2 separate regions of the Mus musculus genome follow, and region 1 is linked to region 2. A link is a contact called in public promoter capture Hi-C data. All regions are on one chromosome and are shown on one strand. The core of a region is the stretch at or near the end of the contact, and the rest is flanking DNA. Distances in the headings are between cores, read along the strand shown.

What was found. Promoter capture Hi-C pulls out the DNA fragments that hold promoters and counts their contacts.
Region 1: a contact with region 2 is called in a promoter capture Hi-C map of pre-B cells. The contact joins the promoter of Ccne1 here to the promoter of Cebpg in region 2. A contact is called at or near these places in 2 of 39 promoter capture datasets (cranial neural crest and pre-B cells).

The regions. Positions count from the first base shown.
Region 1 is chr7:38,106,044-38,108,743 of GRCm38.p6, forward strand. Ccne1 (cyclin E1) reads right to left here and starts at 1,447. Exons shown (of 12, transcript NM_007633.2): 1 at 1,279-1,447; 2 at 744-786; 3 at 553-640; 4 at 236-304. The coding sequence starts at 757.
Region 2 is chr7:35,055,220-35,057,919 of GRCm38.p6, forward strand. Cebpg (CCAAT/enhancer binding protein (C/EBP), gamma) reads right to left here and starts at 1,347. Exons shown (of 2, transcript NM_009884.3): 1 at 1,157-1,347. Gm45095 (serine/arginine repetitive matrix protein 1-like) reads left to right here and starts at 264. Exons shown (of 2, transcript XM_030243153.1): 1 at 264-873; 2 at 973-2,426. The coding sequence starts at 788. The coding sequence ends at 1,540.

The DNA.
Region 1 (2,700 bases), core at 197-2,696, 3.1 Mb after region 2:
GAAAGGACCAAATTATACACTCACTCTGGTTCCTCCAGGTATCAGTACCTGTAACCTTAAAGGTGCCATTCAGGAAACACAAACCCCTCCCACAACCCCAGGCCCAACTGAGACCAGGCCACATTGACAAGCTTCAGAGGTTCAGCCATGTGGCCTGCAGCTCTGTTTTGGGAAAGTTGGAAGAAAGAAAACCTGGAACCCAGGAGGCAGAATACCCTGTAGGCAGCAGACCTACCTGACTGCTATCCTCGCTTTTCACAGTCTTGTCAATCTTGGCAATTTCTTCATCTGGGTCTTGCAAAAACTAAAAAAAAAAAAAAAAAAAAAAAAATCCCGGTCCACCATGGGTCCACATGGTGCGACCCAAAGACAAAAAACACAAGAGAAAAAGGGGGAAATGTTTGTTAGGTCATGAACGACATTCAACTAAAGGAAACCTCTCTCTCAACTAATTCTTTTCACTAGTAGGTAAGAAGAACCAAATTTGGTACCCAGGTAAGATGGAAGGGGGGGTGGGCTGTCCCCTTCCCAACCTGTATCCTTTGTACTCACCACGGCCACATTTGCCTTCCTTTTTCTGGAGCGGACTGAAAGGTCGGAGCCACCTTCTTCTTTCATGTTGCTGTGGTCCGTCGAGTCTCTGCAAGGGCATGGTGTCATGGGGTGCTGCTCCCCAAAAACTCAGGCCGCCCCTCCCCCACCGCTACTCACCCTTACCCTCCCGCAGCAGGGAGGCCACTCACCTCTCCCTTGGCATGGCTCAGGACTTGGGCTTGGAACTCAGACCTGGGAGGACAACAAGCAAGCATCGTGGTGAGCACGGCCCGCAGAGGGGACCTGAGTCTTCCAGTTCGTCCCGGGCACCCCTCCCCCCTCCCGCGCGGGCGGCGGCGGCGGGAGCCTCCTGGGCCCGGAGGCCGGCCGGGAAAATGGCCGATGGGCCCGGGTGGCTTGTCACCCGCAGGCGCCGCCAGCAGCCTGCGACCCTGGGTCCGAACCTGAGGTTGGGGATGGAGGCCCAGCCGCCCTTCAAGAGGACCCCCCGCTCCATCACCGTCCTCGGGGCCGGGGCTGCCTCAGTGTCCCTTTCTACACCTACCCCTGACCCGTCTCTCACAGCCACCCCGGCCGGGGCACCCCGAGCTGATACCTCAGGGGACCGGGTGACCCGGCCTCGCCCCACCCCCACCCGGGCCCGGTCCGGTCTGGTCGGACCCGGTCCGGACGCCTGGGAGTCGTGGGAGTCCCGGGAGTCCCGGGAGTCCAGGCAGCCCGTACCCGAAGCTGTGTCCGCCGCAGGCAGGCGCGCTCGAGCGGGCAGGAGGCCGACGGCGAGCGGGAAGCAGGAGGCGGGAGGCGGCGGCCGAGCGCGCGGCGCTGGCGGGATCCGCGCCTGCCCCCTACACCGCGCTGGCTGTCGAGCCGGCTGCTCCTGCGCCCGGCTTCGAGCGGGACATTTAAAAATCCCAGCGCGCGGCACCGGCCCCGTCCCGCCCTCGCGCCCCGCCCCGAGGGCTGCGAGCCCCTCAGCGGCCGCCGCAGGCCCGGGGCCCGCCCCGTCGCCGCGCGGACCAGCGAGGAGCTCTGGTGGGGGCGTGGCCTCCCGGGGGGCGTGTTCTTTTACGGGCGTGGCATGCACTAAAGGGGTGGGGCTAGATGTCAGGGCCTGCGCGCCGGGGGCGGGGTGCGGACGTGGTAGGCGGGGCCTGCGCGGGGCGGGACGCGGGAGAGTCGTCTGGCGCGCGCGGCTGCGGGGCGGGCTCGCTGACGCGGGAGAATCTTGGCGCGAGCGCCTGAAGGATTCTGAGCGTGCGGGGCCGGGAGGAGCGGCATGGGCCGCCCAAGTGGAATGTCAGCAGGGCAGATCGCAATGATCGGCGGCCGGGCTTGACTGGAGTGAGGCACGGGAGGGCCCGGAGTTAAGAACCCGTCATCCGCCGGTCTCCCGCGCGCGCGCACTGTCCCTCCTGACTCGTCCTCCCCGCCCCTGAGACGCAGAGTTCCGGGCCGAGTCCGGCGCGTGGGTGTCCCCAAGGTCACAACAGCTTGTGGCTCCTGGGACCGGAACCAGCATTCAGGCTGCTGCTGTTAGGTCTCCTGTGGACCAGCAGCAGGTCCTTTAACCTGTCAGTGTTTCTGGTCCATTCATCCACCCATTCATTCATTCATTAGGCTACCCAAGCACATTTCTGTGCCTCTAGCACACATGGGCCCAACCCGTTTGCAGAAAGCCTCTCTGACCCTTAGGTCCCCATGAGGTGAGGCAGTCTCCAGCCTATAATTTTACTCCAAGTGTTTTCATCAACCTCAGAGTATGCACATGCCTCACAAACGTGAAGTGACCCTCACCCACCCCAGACCTGACCTTCAGCCCTCCGCCCGAGCTGCTGGATCCAGCATCCGGTGCCCTTTCGCACCCCAGAGCCTCAGAGCTTGCTTTACTCTCTTCTGACCCATTCCAGCTGTTTGTGCTTCCGGAAAACTTGAAGGTCTTTGGTAACCACTTCCTCTCCGGCGTACCTTTCCCCAGGACGTCCCCTCCAGTGTTAAACTATGGCAAAGCACTTGTTTCTTCCAATCTCTTGTTCACTCTGTTTTCTTATCCCGTTGCCCCTTCTGTATCTTGGACCAAAAGGGTCACTTCCCTTATGTTAGTAAATGATATAGAAAGAAAGAAAGAAAGAAAGAAAGAAAGAAAGA
Region 2 (2,700 bases), core at 97-2,596:
CAAGTGGCCATAGATGAACAGACCTTAGAGCGCTTTGAAGGCTAGAAATGTGGCTCAGAGGTAGAGGGGCTTGCCTACCATACTCTGAATTCTTCTATGTACAATTTCTCAATAGAGAAAGACCTTATGGTGCTTTGTTTCAAATTCCCTCTGTGAGACAGGTCTGCACTCAATGATAATATATTCAAATAAGGATTCAAGTGGGTGGAAACTCAAGAGACACAACACCCAGCTGTTGTGCAACCCACAAAGGTTAAAACCTTTCTAAATTTGATACATCTTATGATGCAGTTTACAAAGAAACAAACAAAAAAGCAAGAAGGAGCAGAGCAAAACAAAGCATGCCAACCTTCTTAAGACCAGAAATACACAAGCCCACTTGGAAAGAGAAACAATTCTCACACCCGCATGCCCAACTTCCCCACCTGGATACCTCCGCTGGCTCTTTTCCCGAGCTCCCTCCAGGCGAGCTAAGGAAAGGCTTCATGGCTTGACCTTCTGCGTCTGGTGCGCGATCATCTAGGATGTCCTCCCCCTCCCAGTGAACTGCAGGACACACGACCGCGTCCAAAAAAACAAACGAAATCTCCCTCTTGCAACGTTACGTGTGTAAAAACTCGAGTGCCTTCCCTAGATGACCACTAGGTTATTAACTCCAAATAGGACCCGGGCCATCCCCCCCAGACCGAGCCGTTTGGGAAGCCGACAGGAAGAGAGTCCTAGGTGGCTCCAAAGTAAGATTCGGTCCACCTTCTATTCTAGGAACACCCTCCATCCCTAGGGGCCAATGCGCGCCAGGCTTGTCACGCTGCACGTCGCCGAGGGGCAGGTTCTGGAGGGACCACCTGGTACTCCATCCCTTCCCCGACTGTGGTGAGGGGGCGCCCGGGGGAGCGCGGGGGTCGGCGCCAAGCGCGGCGGCGCTGGGCCGTGGCCAGGGATGAGCTCAGCCCCGCCGGGTGTTGCCCGCAGGTTGCATCAGACGCCGCTCCGGGCCCCCGCCCGCGCCGCCAAGCCGCCAGGAGCCTTCCGGGCCAACCTGCCGAATCGGGCAGGGCCGGGTCTCCTCCGGCCGGGTCGGCGCCTACGCGAGCGGCGGGCTCGGCCGCGGCCTCCTCCCCCAACCCCTCCGAGCTACAACCCGCGGCCTCCTTACCTGCGCCTCCGGCCGGCCCGCCCGCCCCCAGACGGCCTCCACTCCGAGCGGCCCCGCGCGGCGCGGCCCGACCCGACCCGACCCAGGCCTCGCAGCCCGCGAGTCGGCGAGGAGGAGCGACGGTTACGAAACCGGCAACCTCCGCCCGTTCCGCCACCGCGGCCACCGGTTTTCCCCGCCTCTTCGGGTCCGCGCGCTGCCGCCGCCGCCGTGACCAATAGAAGCGCTGCTTGGAGAACGACGCGCTCGCCTCTAGAGATGGGCAGCTCCACCAGCCAATCACAGGCCGTGTGCCGGCGAGAGGCGGGCGCGCGGCGGAACGGGCGTGGTGGGCGTGGCAGCACCGGCGCTGGCTGGAGGCGCGCTCGGTGGTTTCCCCCTTAGGCTGTCGGTGGTGGCAGGCGGTGGCCCTGAGCCTTGGGAGTGACCCATGGCAAGCAAAGTTCTATCAGAGTTACGAGGGCCTCACCTGCCTTAGGGAAAAGACATTTCCTCAGGTGGATTTTTGAGTTAGGGTGGGTTTTTTGTTTGTTTAGGCCTCACGGCCCTGAGGCATCTGCACATTTATTTTGATAAAAGCACGTTAAGGAAAAACTGTCCAGTGCTAGGGTTAGCACTTGTCAGACGCTTGACAACAGCAGACTGTGGCTGCCGAACAAATCACGATTTCCAAAGTGTGCTCACCTCCGGAGAGCAGATGATGGATATGAGGTGCTCTCTTAAAAGTGACAAGTGGTCCAGCCTGGGTCTCCCGGGAACAGTTCACAAGAGAATCAAAAAGCGGGTTTTTTTGTTGTTTTGTTTTGTTTTGTGTTGCTTTTTGTTTTTGTGTTTTGAAAAACAGGAAGCAGCGCTGGGTGGAAGGCAGAGCCTGCCCGAAAGGTTTGATTGCTTCCTCTTTAGCAATGCTTATCATTCAAAACTCTCTGGCTTTCAGAAGGGAAATGTTTCTTCATCGCCAAGGCCAGGAGAGCAGCTCTCCACATAAGACTTCGAGGAATCCCTGAGAGATGAAAATACCTGAAAAAAAAAAAGTCAACCACAGAGAATGACCCCTGATAACCCCATGCACACTTGGGGAGCTAATGTCTCAAAACCAGTCAGTATGTTTCTTTAGGTTTGGATCGCTGTGTTAAGAGCCATTTTTTTCCCAAGACTTAGCACTATGAAAGGTGAACCGTGCTTTGTTTCTCACAAAGACCACGATTTTACCCCTAATGTTTTCTAGTCATATAAAAACTATCGAAAATAAAAACATCCTTGCATGTCATATGTATATTGAGTTAGCCTCTTTTTTGCCAGCCGCTCTGCCAGCTGCATTCTGTGTTGTGTCTAGGCAAGCCTTCCACAGCCAGCAGTCAATGCCCAGGAGTCTTGAGATTTCCTCTTTAGCTGATATCCTGTAATTCTTTTCCTGATTACAAGAACGGTATGTGCTAAAGTGTGGACTAAGAGTCAGCAATGGAAGAAGACAAACACACTGTCCCTGCCCACAGGGAGCTTACTCTGAGAACTACAGAGACATGATTCAAGCCCCATTTTCA